Regions from separate parts of the Gasterosteus aculeatus genome. Here region 1 is linked to region 2. The links are chromatin contacts, called in public Hi-C maps. All regions are on one chromosome and are shown on one strand. The core of a region is the stretch at or near the end of the contact, and the rest is flanking DNA. Distances in the headings are between cores, read along the strand shown. Region 1 overlaps cabin1 (calcineurin binding protein 1). Region 2 overlaps klhl22 (kelch-like family member 22).

Region 1 (6,808 bases), core at 81-2,580, 34 kb before region 2:
GATGTGACTTGTTAAATGTTTTTTTCTTGTGTTTTGTTAGGGAGACATGGAGTTGGCCCTGGAGAGCTATGATGTCTGTGTTGGCCTGTTGCAGAGCAAACCAAAGACCCCCGAAGGCAAACATTACACAATCAGCCTGCCTAACCTTTGTGTGGATGCAGCGATCTCTGTAGAGGAGGTCAGTTTGCTAGCTCATAAAAAGTCTTCCCCCATTTCCAACATATTACAGTTTTATACAAAATGTCTTAAATGTTTTTTTACACTTTATTTTACTGTCCCCATGGACAGATTGACAAAAGGCTAAAGTCTCTGGAGCGCTGTCAGTCGTTGGAGGAGATCCAGCGTCTCTTTGAGGCTGCAGACTTTGATTCCGTTGTGCGTCTGCTGCAGCCCACTCTTAATTATGGCAACCGGACTAAAACTCTGGAGTTTGTGAGCTCCGCACCAGAGCGGCCTGCTCAGCTGATGCTACTGCAGGTTTGATGTGCTCCGACAATACTGACTGAACCTGTATATCCTTTTGAAATGTGTGCATGTTGACATTTGATATTGGTCCCTCTCCCTGGCCTAGAACGCGCTTCTGAAGCTACAGGACTACCGGCAATGTTTTGAATGCAGCGAGTTGGCTCTGAATGAAGCCCTGCAGCAGCTCAACTCTGCATCAAACAACTCTCCGCCTAGCAAGGAGGAGTGGGTCAGTACCATTGGAAAGTTACTGGATGGCACCGAGATCTGCTTCATCAAAGACTCCGGGCTCCTGAGCAGTGTCCCCCACTTCCCTAGTATGGCTCGACTGGCAAACAATCTTATCCAGGTAAGAAGGGAGCCGAAGAAAACATTTAGTTTACTAGAACGTCCGTGAAATTACATTGTAAAAAATCTGCCTCTGTGGAATTTTTATTTATTGTGTTGCATGTTTTTGTATTTTCAGCTGATTGATCTGAGCATGAACATCTCGGACGATCCCAAGGAGCCTTACTTCTTCTCGGTTTTGCCTTGGATCATCCTGTATCGCATTATCAAACAAGAGGAGGCTGCGTTTAACTGTATGCTTCGACAGCATATGTCCGCAGGGGATGATGAAGGTTTGTTGACCTCTTGTTTTCATGCCTCTGGGTTTTCCTCTGTGTTTATGCTGTGGTAGCTTTCGCACAAAATGACCCTTGCAAGTTTTTTTTCCAGATGACTCTGACGCTCCCATGCTGCCCTCCTCACTGATGCTTCTGAACACAGCCCACGAGTATCTCGGCCGTCGCTCCCTGTGCTGCTACTCGGAGGGCGCACTCCTCAAGTTCTACGTAAGTCTGTTTGTAGACTCGTCTCTGCCTGTACTGTACTCTGGCCAAGGTGACGAGTGAATGCACTGCTCTCATACCTGCTTTTAATCCTTCCTAGTTGCAGGTGTAGACCTGATATGTATTTATTTGTGTTTGTTTCTCTAAAGTCAACAACTTGACAGCGCTGCATTCTTTCGCTTGGTACAGGTTCAGGTTTTGAAAAAGGAGGTTGCAGCCTCATCCAACAATGACTCTCATCCCTACAAAGAGGAGTTGGAGATGGCCTTGGAACAGTGCTTTTTCTGCCTCTATGCCTACCCCAGTAAGAAGAGCAAGGCCCGCTACCTCGAGGACCACTCATCTCCACAGGTTACTCATTCAGATGCTTCCAAGTCTCGGTTCCTGTCTTTCAAATTAACATTGTAATTAGGATGGCTGCACATTTAATCAAATATTAATTTCTAGTAGGATTTGGGCTTTGTACAGTTAAATGAACACGAGCAACTGGAAATTTGAGATCAAAAACGCGTGGAAAGCTCTTTGATATATCATGTGAAGCGCTTCCTTAACTAATAGCCCACTGAGAAGGTACCGTGTACCTTAAAACCTAATGTGAATGTGAGCCTGTAGTCAAGAGTCAAGTATTTCTTACTGGAAAGAGTGTAGCACAACATGTAAGTGAAAGCAGTCCGGTCTTGATTTAACTGACTGTGCCATAATAATATTTGTATAAAATATCAAAAGTAATCCTGATTATCATTTTGGCCATGATTGTGCAGCCCTAGTAGTTAGTTCCATAAATGTAAAATGACTAATGCTCGGACGTTGAATCCATTTACGTTGCATACAAAAAAATGTCATATGGGAAAGAGGTGTGGAAAGTTTTCATCACCTGCCATCTTTCTCGTGTGCTGGCAAACCAACATACATGGAGTTTGGCTGCCAGTGACGCAGACACATGTCCTCATTAGCGCAGACATGTGTCCTCATTGACCCGTACACAACTCAGAGGTCCGCTTCATCCATTAATGCTGTTGTGTCCGCTGGTGAGGTGTGCATATCTCATATCCCTGAATTCAAATTGAGGGGTTGAGATGGAATAACTGCGTAAAAGCATGAAATTGTTGCAGTGCAAAATTTAAACACATTAAATCATCCATCTTCAAAATAAAAGCCTAATTGGATCAGCACCACTTAAGATACAAAATCGTTAGCTAATCCGGAGGTATGTAATTCAGAGTCAATATCCTCAGGGAGATTGTAACCGCTAGAGTGACTTAAGAGACGGTAAAGCTTTTATTTTTGTAGTGCATGTGACCAGCCACCAGGTGGAGGTCATTTCCATTATTGTGTACCAGTGCATTCTGATTAAGTATGCCAACGCAGTGCCAGAAGACAGTTCCCAGGAGATGTTAATACCACTAATTTGCTCTTGCGACATGTGTACTACGGTGGAATAGGACACCAAGGTTTCCTGTGTAACCCTTCTGTGTTTTGCAGGTTGAGCTACTGTGGTCCGAGGCCCTCTTCATGTTTGAGTATTTCAAGCCAAAGTCACTGCCTGAGTTTGACAGCTATAAGACGAGCACGGTGTCTGCAGAATTAGCCAATTTGCTGAGGAGGTTTGCTGGCATCGCCCCCACAAGTGAAACCCCCACTCTCACCATGGATGAATTGGCAGCCTACATTGAGGGCATGACAGAGAAGGTCAGTTGGTGGGCCCACACTGAATTTGAGGAAGACGAGTGACTCAGACATCCTAAATAGATTCAAGACCTGCTCTCTCTATTCGTCAGTCTTCTAACCTATATTGCAGGTTTGTCACAGAGAATCATGATTTATTAAAGAAGTATTTCATTTTGATCTCTTTAAGGCCCCGTGCCTTCCTGAAGGAAGTGCTCCTGCGCCTCCAATCATTAATGAGATCTTCTACCTGCTGGCTGATTACCATTTCAAGAACAAGGAGCAGTCCAAAGCCATCAAGTTCTATATGCATGACATATGCGTGTGTCCCAACAGGTAGCTCATTTCTCTACACTAGCGTCATGAATATAAGCAAATAAATGAGATTGTGTAGGTTTTATCATAATACAACGATTTACACAATACATCAAGTGCAATGATTTTACTGGAAACATGTATTTTTCCTCAGGTTCGACTCGTGGGCCGGGATGGCTCTAGCTAGGGCCAGTCGTATTCAGGAAAAGCTCAACTCCAATGAGCTGAAAAGTGACGTTCCTATATGGAAGCACTCCCAGGCAGTGCTAAACTGCTTTAAGAGGGCCCTGGTTATCGACGGCTCCAATCTGTCTCTGTGGATCGAGTATGGTACCGTTTCCTATTCGCTGCACACATTTGCGTCAAGGCAGCTCAAGCAGTGGCGCAACGAGCTCCCCCCAGAGGTGGTTAAACAGGTATGATTCACGTTAACAAAGATATCTTTAGTTTGTTCCACACGTTCATTTTGTTGTGGAGTAGATTGATCCATCACCTTGAGCTATGACGGTCGTGTGTGTTGTTTCAGATGGAGGAAAGGAGAGACTCCATGTTGGAGACCGCGTTCCAGTGTTTCCAGGGAGCTTCCCGTTGTGAGGGTGACAGTGATGAAGAGGAGTGGCTCATTCACTACATGCTTGGCAAGATAGCAGAGAAACGTAAACAACCTCCGGCAGAATATCTGGAACTCTACAAAAAGGTAAACAATTTTCAGGTTACTTTCTATTTTTTTTATTTCCTGTAATTTAGGTTTAATTGGTAATTCATTAGATCAAATGTGTCATACAAATGAAAGTGTTTCAATACCCCGCCGCTCTCCCATAGAAAACGCCGAGCCGTCAGCTCGCAACTAGTGTTGCCAACAACGCTACCACTGCAAACAACTGCAGCAGTGCTCAGCTGAGGGGAACCAGAGGGTGTTGCACTTCTACAACAACCCCTCAGCTGTAACAGCAATGTGAGCGCAGTATCGAGACGTGCACTGAAAGGCTCTTTGAATTTTAACGGTTTAATGTTTGTCAGATACAGCGACGCTCCGATAACGACACACTCGTAGGGAAAGGGACTTTCTATGCTCAGGTAGACATCTGATAGAGATGGTCTACAATAGTGGTGAGAGTTGTGGTTTAACAACCCATGACTTTCCGTCCCTAAGGAGAAACGTATTTCTAAGTACTGCAGTTTAATGGACAATCGTTTATAGAGGTCAGTGAGGTAAGTCATCTATTTGTTTTATTGAATTGTAAAAACCAGGGAAATAATAACCGTAGTATAAAAAAGCTGGAATAATCCTTCGGTTGATTACAGGCATTTGTCTTGCTCTCTCCCAAGAGTCGTTTCATAACCCGCCTACAGAAACGGAGATTGCTGCCCTTCCGCCCTCGCATGATGGTTTTTTTTTTCCTGCAGAGAACAATGTATTGAGTTAGTCATCGCTCTGCTGTTTGGATTAGATCATTAGAAGCAGATAACCCTGATGACCGCATGCATTTGACCTGTTAATTTGGACTCCCAGTTGACTTTTTGGGGGGTTGGTGATTCTTTTATATTTATAGGCAGCCCACTATCTGTATGAAGAAGCTGCTAGATACCCCCGAAAAATCCATTACCATAATCCTCCCGACCTGGCCATGGAGGCCCTCGAGGTAAACTACAAGTTCCCTGTAAATCAAACTTTTTCCGTAGCTCTGTCTTATTGATCCAGTTGCGTAACGGAGCTGTTTGAACACATTCACATTTAAAGACATTGTGCACTAGACGTTTTTTCTCCCACTTCTTTCATCTAGTTGCATTTCCGTCTCAGCGCCACCACTCTAAAACTATTAGAGGGGGGCGTGTCTGCGCTGGAACACGAGCTCTTGTTCAGTTTGCTGGTCGAAGCCGCTACCGGCCCCTTTGCCAGGGGGGAAGAGAAGAGCATGCCAAGCATGCCTCGGTCCCTTGAAAAGTAAGATACACGCTCTTGCCGGATTTACCAATAGAGCATTCAATCGCCCGGCTGGACACCCATTCTCACCATTGTTGTCGATGTGATTGCAGGGAGAAACCCCCGTCCATGACGGATGACGACTTTAATTGCTCGTCCGTTTGCATCGGAAACGTCCTCATCTCCTCCCACCCGTCGGCTGCCACCCCAGGTCTGACTTCCCCGCCTTACGTGGCCACGCCGTTTGACCACGATTACGCCAAACGCAAAACACTCCGACGGCAGCAGTGGCAGCAGCAGCGGAATGAGGAGCAGCAGGCCGATGGTACAGTCCCAGTCCTAGACTCTGTCTCTGGGGTTGGGCTCTTTGCCCTTTCTGCACTGGGACAGGACGCCCACTGGGGAGCGCTCAGATTGCTAATCACCATGCTTAATGGCTTTGGTTTCAGTCACAATGGTCCCCTTGCACTGGGTGATTGGGATGTGGTGAAATGGGCAATATGGCTTCTGTTTATTTGACTAATTTGCTATACTTGCTATACAAAGCAGCACTGTTGAAAGAGATGTGTGTGTGTGTGTGTGTGTGTATGATGTGTATATATCTTTTCTCGTCAGCTGTTCTTAATTTCTTTCCTCATCAATCATCTTGACACCTAATTTCTTTAATTGCTGCTTAGGCTTATAACGTTGTGGATAAATTGCAGATTCTTAATGATCCTTATTTTTGCTTTACTGTGTGATTGTGTTTTGTTTTTGATAATCTATAGCACTTTACTAATAGCAACCGATTCCTGATTACGCAGATTCTGTATTTTTTAGCAACTGCCTTATTTTGTGAACCTTCATTTAATCAGCTTATTTATTGAGCTTAAGATCTGATTCGTAAGAAGCTCGAGTGAAGCCAAATAAGTTGGATGAGACACACAACAAACCAGCAAGCCAAACACATAAACACACCCAAGCACATATGTTGGACAAACCGGGAAAATCTACAGACTTCTCTAAAAAGGTTCCCAACTAAGAGTTCATCCAATTGGATGTTGTTTTTAGTCAAGGAACTCTACACCTACACATAAAGTTGCTGATCAAGTCTTCAGTGTTTTACTGAAAATAGACTTGATAGTGGCCTGAATTGCGTGTGTCTGTGTGTGTAATGAACACAATAAGTCCTGCACATGGACCGTCTTTCATGTATGCTCTTGTACTTGCAGTGTTGACATGGTAATTGTCTTTGTTTGAATTTCACAGGAGACACTCCGTCTGTCTGATAGTTTCATATCTGAGAAGAAAACCATCATACACAGAGTTAAAATATTATATACATCTTTCAACTGTGTGCAGTGTTGGGAAACATGAACCTATATGCCTTTTGGAGAAAACGGCCCTTACCGTTTTTTATGTATGACTAAAAAAACGTGACATCGGTTCACCGTTCCCATGTGTCATGTTTAGCTTGAATGTGCAAATAACGCAGCCATATTGCCCATGTTGCCAGTTTTGTCACCCCTTCCAGATTCCTTCCTACCTACCTGCCTGCTACCTCTTTGCCTGCTTGCTTTTACCACCTGCTTTGCCATTTGATATGCATGTAGTTCTAATGGGGTGAATG
Region 2 (6,923 bases), core at 2,735-5,234:
TCACGTTATTCAACTTGTGACCACAAGGCATCATTACAAACCCTCTGGTTACCAACAAAGCCCAGGCCTTCACGATTTCCACCAGTTGAACTAAGCCATTAAATCTCCTGTTTGTAATTTTTCCTCTCATCTCACAACAATTGTTGTGTTGTAAAGCTGTCTTTGTTTGCGGATGCAAATCTGCGTACCCGGCGAGCTCTGATAAGCCTCACATGTTCTGGTGGCATTTGTTTGTATTTCCTCTTTGTTGATCTAACGAGGGCCCCTCTGTAGTTTCAACAGGCCCAGCAGGCCTTAAAGACCTTGCGTTACTGTGACTCCGGGTCACCTGCTGAGGTTTACCCACCGGCATCATAAAGCATTGCACGACTCCCGTTCTCCATCTCAATGAGCCTTAAAAAGCATGAAAATTGGGGGGCTGTTTGCTTCCTTTTCACAGCTGAAAAACACAAGCTGGCCCATCGCATCCACCCAGGGTGGATATGAGCTGCTAATGACTGTTGTAAAGTCCAGGAAAGAGGAAGGGGGGCGGGGCGTGCTGATTTTATTACTGCAATTCATTATCTTGGAGGCTTCTTAAATCAGTTTGTGCAACATCGGACTTCCTCGACTATGTGTGTGAGTACAAGTTTAATTTACTAATTTAAATGAGGATAAGAAAGAGAGATGTATGGCAGGATCTCACTGTGGGATCATATCTCCCTGAGAAAAGCGATGATTTGATTAAAACCCCCAAGAAATAAAGAATTCAAGGAATTTGAACTTTCCTGCCTAAAGTTATTGTTTTGAATCATACATTATAATATATACGAGGTTTTTGGGCCCCACATTGTGTATGAATATAACCTGTTTATGGAGAAAAAAAGCCAAAATATCAGGAATATTTAGATGCTTAAACTTGAACGATGAATGTGACATTTGTTGTCACTTTACCACATAATTTCCTGAGAGTTTGGATCTTTCCCGTTAAACAAATAAAGTAATACGATTCCATTTAGATCCCTAAATATAAGCCAGACATTCTGCATGCAAAATGGGATATCACTACTGATACTTTATACTTCCCTTTAAATACGTCTTCTTTGATATTCTTTACTCTAACGTGTAGCAAATCTTCATGAATTGAAATGTAGTATTAGTAGATCAAAAACGTATTATAAGTATTAATACTATGTAACACAATCTAGACTGTGCTTTTATCCACAACCTTCGTAATAATCTGCATGTGTTTGAAATATATTACAATTGTAATGTGTCGTGTGTCAATGTAATCTGAGCTTGATCTGAGCTCTGATCTTGTTCTTTTTCAGTGTATTTGTCACTAGCAGGCTCAAGACCTCTGACTTGATGTATTTATATTTGAATAAAAGTGAATGAAACTAGAAACAAGAAACAAACTGCAAATGTATGTTTGATTATTAGGCCAGCGAACAGTCAGCAGCTGAAAGACGAAAATTATTAGTATATTTTAAATAGCCATAAATGTTGCATAGCAGGGTTTTGAGAGAGGAACCCTTTCTGGAGGTCAGCAAGTTAGAATGAAAAACCTTCTTCAGATGATCTTATGCTGATGCTATTTGATCATTCACATAAACTGTTGTATTCTGTATATAAGGTGTTCTATTGATGCCAAACTTGTTGCATGCACATGTGATGTTGGACAAGGCCTTTGGTAAACGCCTAAAGCGTGTAGTAAATAAAGACAAAGACAAAGTTTGACAAAAGTGGCCTTTTTTTGGTCCAGATTTCTGCCTGCAAGTGACGTTCTTTGTTCCCAATTGAGTTGTTTGTCTGGCTGAGGACCTCCTTCCAGACACAGCATGAGAATCAAGAATCAAAGCGAGCACATCGTACCATTCCCTCGACACACACACCAACAACCCCACTGGGTTTAATCCGCATAGCTCTGCATTGCTGGGTAATTTGGACCTTTTTAATTGCTCTGATAATGGTCCTGCAAAGAGCACCGGATCGACCCGCACTCGGTCGCCCGTAAAGCCCGCTGTAGGGCTAAGTGCATGAGACATATGTCTTAAGTAGCCCCCAGGTGGTACTGCCGCTTCAGAATGAAAAGACGCATAAACGCAGCAGATTGTTGATCCTGGATGTCCAGTGCTGGTGTCAGCACATGGCACAACAGTGTGAAGTGGAGGGGGGCACTCACTTAGGGCTGGCGGGTAGGGGGGGGGGGGGGGGGGGGGGCGGGGTAACAGATGTAGAGGAAACAACCTTGGAGAGGAAAGTCCGCCTTCATAAAGCTGATGGAGGGCCAAATGGAGAGGAACTAGTAGAGACTGGGAGGAATGAAGTGCATGAGGCAGCAACCACCACTACCAGTTCAAACCAGAAAGACGCTCAATTGATTTCCTGGAGGACATAACCGTGTTACTTATGTAACAAAGTATTCTAATACATTGCATTCATTTTCTTAAGACATACTTCTCATTAAGGGAAATGAAAAACTCTTTTTTTAAAGACAGTCACACACAAAACACGTGAACTGAGGCATCCAGCATGGAGCAAACTTCTGCTTGATGGATAGAAATATTTAAAACCACTTCTCGTTGCCATTTTTGAATTCCCTAATTAAACTATAAATGCAGGATGGAAAACTCAATGAAAGGACACAACAAATTTGACAATGATTTGGGTTCCTTCCCAAAGAAAATCCAGACTTGAAATTTATAAGTCAAATACAGACATGGCAACTTATTTTGAGCTGGTGAGGGCAGCAACACACTTCTTCATTCAGGTAAAATCTAATTTCCCTCTGCAGAATACACAAAAACATAACATTAAATATACTTATCAGGACAGGTTTATGATGTAATCACAAAAACAAGGCACAATGGTAAAACATTAATGGAAATTTTAATAAGATCCTGTCAACCGTAGGTCACAGAGTGCTATTTCCTAGCCAGCAGTCTTCACTGCTTTATGCCACTTAAAGACATAGAGGTTCTCTCTATGATAGGCAATGCCACACTGACATTTAGTAAAGAGGGATCCGTAACAAACTGAAGCATTTCAGCAAGGTTTCCTGTGCAGTGTTAAGATTATCTAGGAAGATATTTAATCAGTAACAACAACAAAAAAAGTGTGCAACGTTGGAAGATGACGCTTTGGTTTTTGGAGGCACTCAAAGTGATCAACGTGCAAAGAGGACACGGTGCTTCCCAAATAATACCCTCCAGCTGCTCCGACAGGCCCCGTGGAAAAAGTGCACGACAGCTCCGATCTCAACTTCAACACGGCCGCTTCAATCCTCACTCGAGTCTTCCGAGTTGTCCATGTCCACTTCTCCACATGAGGCCTTGGTGGGCTCCTCGCAGCTGGCCTGGGCGATCACAGCATGGGGCATGAGCACCACGCAGGCCGCCAGGCCGGAGACGCGCTCCTTGAACTCTGCCTCCGTCTCCCACTCGTCTGCGTCGGTGTTGTACACGTGGACGTATTTCATCCTGTTGCCTCTGTCGTGAGAGCGTCCTCCCAGGACGTAGATGCTGCCGTCCAGCACGGCCATGCCAGGCTCGCCGTGTCCAGCAGGAAGTGGGGTCAGTAAAGACCAAGAGTCGGCTTCAGGGCTAAAGCATGCCACCTGAGAGAAAGAACAGCAGGTTGGAATAGATTATTCTGTCATTTTCAGTGAGCGGAGTTGGGGCGCTTAGAGACCAAAACCCTTTTGCATATAAAAATAGAAAAAATATAGTGAAAATAGCTTGATAGTGGAAGAGTTGACACTCATAACTTTTTGGATTGTACCTTGAGGACGTCACGGCGATATCCACGCTCATCATTGCTTCCACCAATAACGTAGAGGCATCCATTAACAGCGGCCATGCCGTGCCACGCTCGCTCCACCGGTCCCTCGGAACAAGCGGTCCAGTGATTGTCCACAGGGTCGAAACAGTAGGTCTCCTTGAGGTACGCCATTCCTCTGCGGCCGCATGTTATGTACATCTTCCCATCCAACACTGCTCCAGCGTGGGCGAAAACCTGGAAGGAAAGTTACAACTTTCTTTAAGACTAATCTAAGTAAAGATGAATAGCTGGTATATAACAGAAAAGCATCAGTAACAATACTCAGGGAAGTATGCAGCACCACCGTGTGGATGGTAGCGGTACTACACTAACTATTCTCGTACCTCTCTCTTCAGAGGGGATACAAACTCCCACATGTTGGTGTGTGGGTCGTAGCGCTCCACTGACTCCAGTTCATTGCTGTAGTCCCGTCCTCCAATGGCATAAATGTGTCCGCCCATGACACAAACACAGTGGTCCGCATGCTGCTGCTGGAGGGGCTGGATGGAGCACCAGCTGTTGTGACGAGGGTCGTATCTGGAAAATGAAAAAGAAAGCATCAAAACAGGGAGGCGAAGAAGCTCTGACTTTGGATTCTGAAAAGCTGTTTGATGTAAACAATCTGACATTTTAAACTGTTGTGTGGCATTCCTCAGACTAGAGTCCAATCAACGAACCAGGCGAACCTGCAAATATGTCAGACCATATGGAACACGTGGCAGCAGTTCAGAAAGGCCAAAGATGTATTTGCTGTACTTAGACACACTGACGCCATTATAGGTCGTCCACAAGAAACCACTCGCTTACTGTCTAACTTCCTGCTCAGTTTTTATTTTGGTCCCACATTTGGTCAAGAAACACAATGTAAAATGTAAAAAAAGGCATATTTGCCAGACTATCTTGTTATGGAAATAGTTGTGTAATATTTAATCAACTTGTAACTAATTTGACTTACATTTACAGTAAAAACAAAACAAACAGATTAAATAATAATAAAATAATAATAAAACCCATCATCAGTTCAGGTCTCTTGCAAACTGGATGAATAGGGTGGGATCTCACCTCCAGCAGCACGACTCTGCACGAAACCCACTGTTGTTCTTGTCTCCTCCAATTAGATAAACAAAATTGTTGAGCACAGCTATACCCTGGTTGGACATCCGGGGGGTGTTTGCTGCGGCGAGCGTCCTCCACTGCCCCCAGCTCGGGTGGAACACCTGGAGCAAATGCTTGGTGTCTGTGAGGGAACGGGAGGTGAACATTCCCCCGAAGCCCAAAACGTATCGGAGGTTGGACCTTGGCTGGGTGAGAGGACTTTGCAGGACGGGCTGCCAGATCTCCTGCTCATGGTACCGCAGGGCGGCTGAGACAGAGTCCTTGAGTGGACACTGGCTCAGTCTGCCATTCAGCCTCTGCAACACTTGTTTGTCCATCAGGCAGAATCGCACCGCATTGAGCATCTTGAGATTGTCCTTTTGAGGCAACAAGATTTGAAAACTTTAGTTGATATCGCTAAAAACAAACCCAGCTATGTAGTGTGTATCTGATGAAGATATGAAGTACAAAATGCTGACAAACCTTGGCACTGACCTGCAAGTACACCTGGTCAGTTTCCACCTGCTCAGGAGTGTAGTGGTAGTGCAGAGCCGCCTCGTACACCTCATTCTCGCTCTCCACCTGAAGCCGCTCGCTGCTCAGCGCGCTGAACACGATGTCCGGGGGGAGTTGTCGGTACACATCGGTGCAAGACAAAGTCTGTATTTTGTCGAGGATGTAGGAGTGGACCATGGCATTGAGGTTTTGCAGTCCGTAGAGATCAGCTAGGTTATGGACCTCTAGAATGTTGCTCTCGTCCAGCCAGTCGGACAGGAAATCACAGCAAAAGCTGATAACAATCTCAAGCTTTATAACACAAAAGGGCACAGATTAGCTGAGGAAACCCCCCCCCCGAAATTAATACCGCCATCTCCCAAATGATTCGAAGGGTGTACCTGTACTAGCGTGGCGGCGTTTAGGACGTCCTGCACACACTCCAAGTCCAACTCAATCTCTGAAGTGTAGATGTAGTCAATTATTTTTGTCATGGCCATGTAAGACACTCCGTGAATCTGGATCTCTTTTTGCTGTGTTTCGCGAAGGCCTCCAGCAAACATGCCCCTGGTGGAGGGAAGGGACACGTTGTTAAATGGCTTATGGTTGGGTGACCTGGTGGAACGCAGATCACATGGCCTCAAGGAATCAGGTTTCAGCTCCGACGGGTACTTTTGCTTTTTGACAACCACAGATCTTTCCTCTGCTCTTCCCAAAAGACACACTGAGGAAAAAGGTGCACGTCAAACCAAAGACAATCCCCCCCCACACACACACACACTCATGTGAAGGGGAAAGCGGGTACCTAAAGTAATCGCAAGAGGCTGCCAGGAGTATCCGGTGGGCGGGGATGGGTCGACCCTCCACCAGCAGCACCACGTCGAACAGGATGCCGCTGTGCCGCAGGTCCTGCAGGCCGTCCCGCAGGCTGCGGAAGTAGCTCGAACTCGTGTAGGTCTCTCGACGGGGACGCTGTGACGGTTTAGCGAGTCCTCCCGCCGGACTCGGCTTTCTTTCCTCAGACATGGTGGAGCCGTGCGGGCTTCATGAAACGCCTTCTCGCAACTGTTTAGCTGTTGTGAATTCAAGGCACCGCTAACGGTCACTTCGTGCGGAGACGCGGCCAGCGGCTTAAAGTCGGGGGAGAACCTCACAAGTTATACACGCCAATTACGCGGGTTTAACTGTGGGGCAGTTGGAAATATCGAACGGTAACATGGTTACACACACACGCCCTTCCGTCGACCTACCGTGAGCTGCCAGTACGCTGTCAGCTGATGTTAACTTAGTTTACTAGGTGACTAATGGGCTAGTTAGCGATCAGCTGGTTAGCCTGCTAGCTAACGTAAAGCACTATCCGACAACAAGATAGACACCGTAACAAACCGAGTGCACGATGAAACCGTTGTGTTCGTCGGTAACAAACCAATTTACACCGACAACTTGGTCACAACGTCGCTGTCATTTGCTCGGAGGAACGAGCACCGTTGCCTGATTTTTTTGACAGATCAAAACAAGTCAGCTTCTTTACT

Evidence for each region. A called contact is a pair of places that touch in the nucleus more often than the background predicts.
Region 1: a Hi-C map of skeletal muscle shows a contact between it and region 2, with 6 times the contacts expected there. The contact joins two enhancer-like sites. A contact is called at or near these places in 3 of 6 Hi-C or Micro-C datasets (skeletal muscle, tail fin and whole body).

Annotation. Positions count from the first base shown.
Region 1 is chr13:16,349,828-16,356,635 of fGasAcu3.hap1.1, reverse strand. It overlaps cabin1 (calcineurin binding protein 1), which reads left to right. Exons shown (of 38, transcript XM_078086976.1): 15 at 41-178; 16 at 289-477; 17 at 572-814; 18 at 932-1,085; 19 at 1,183-1,298; 20 at 1,485-1,646; 21 at 2,778-2,984; 22 at 3,151-3,296; 23 at 3,430-3,691; 24 at 3,802-3,972; 25 at 4,829-4,918; 26 at 5,060-5,220; 27 at 5,313-5,410. Among protein-coding and RNA genes, the nearest start is that of cabin1, 8.5 kb to the left of the region's middle. Within about 2 kb of position 1,330, at least 2 of the 9 cell types and tissues checked have open chromatin away from gene starts, as enhancers often do.
Region 2 is chr13:16,318,297-16,325,219 of fGasAcu3.hap1.1, reverse strand. It overlaps klhl22 (kelch-like family member 22), which reads right to left. Exons shown (of 7, transcript XM_040196100.2): 1 at 6,197-6,923; 2 at 5,793-5,958; 3 at 5,380-5,703; 4 at 4,864-5,273; 5 at 4,146-4,338; 6 at 3,763-3,996; 7 at 2,669-3,598. The coding sequence starts at 6,417. The coding sequence ends at 3,260. It overlaps tbx16 (T-box transcription factor 16), which reads left to right. Exons shown (of 9, transcript XM_040196102.2): 9 at 1-744. Among protein-coding and RNA genes, the nearest start is that of klhl22, 3.5 kb to the right of the region's middle. Within about 2 kb of position 3,984, at least 2 of the 9 cell types and tissues checked have open chromatin away from gene starts, as enhancers often do.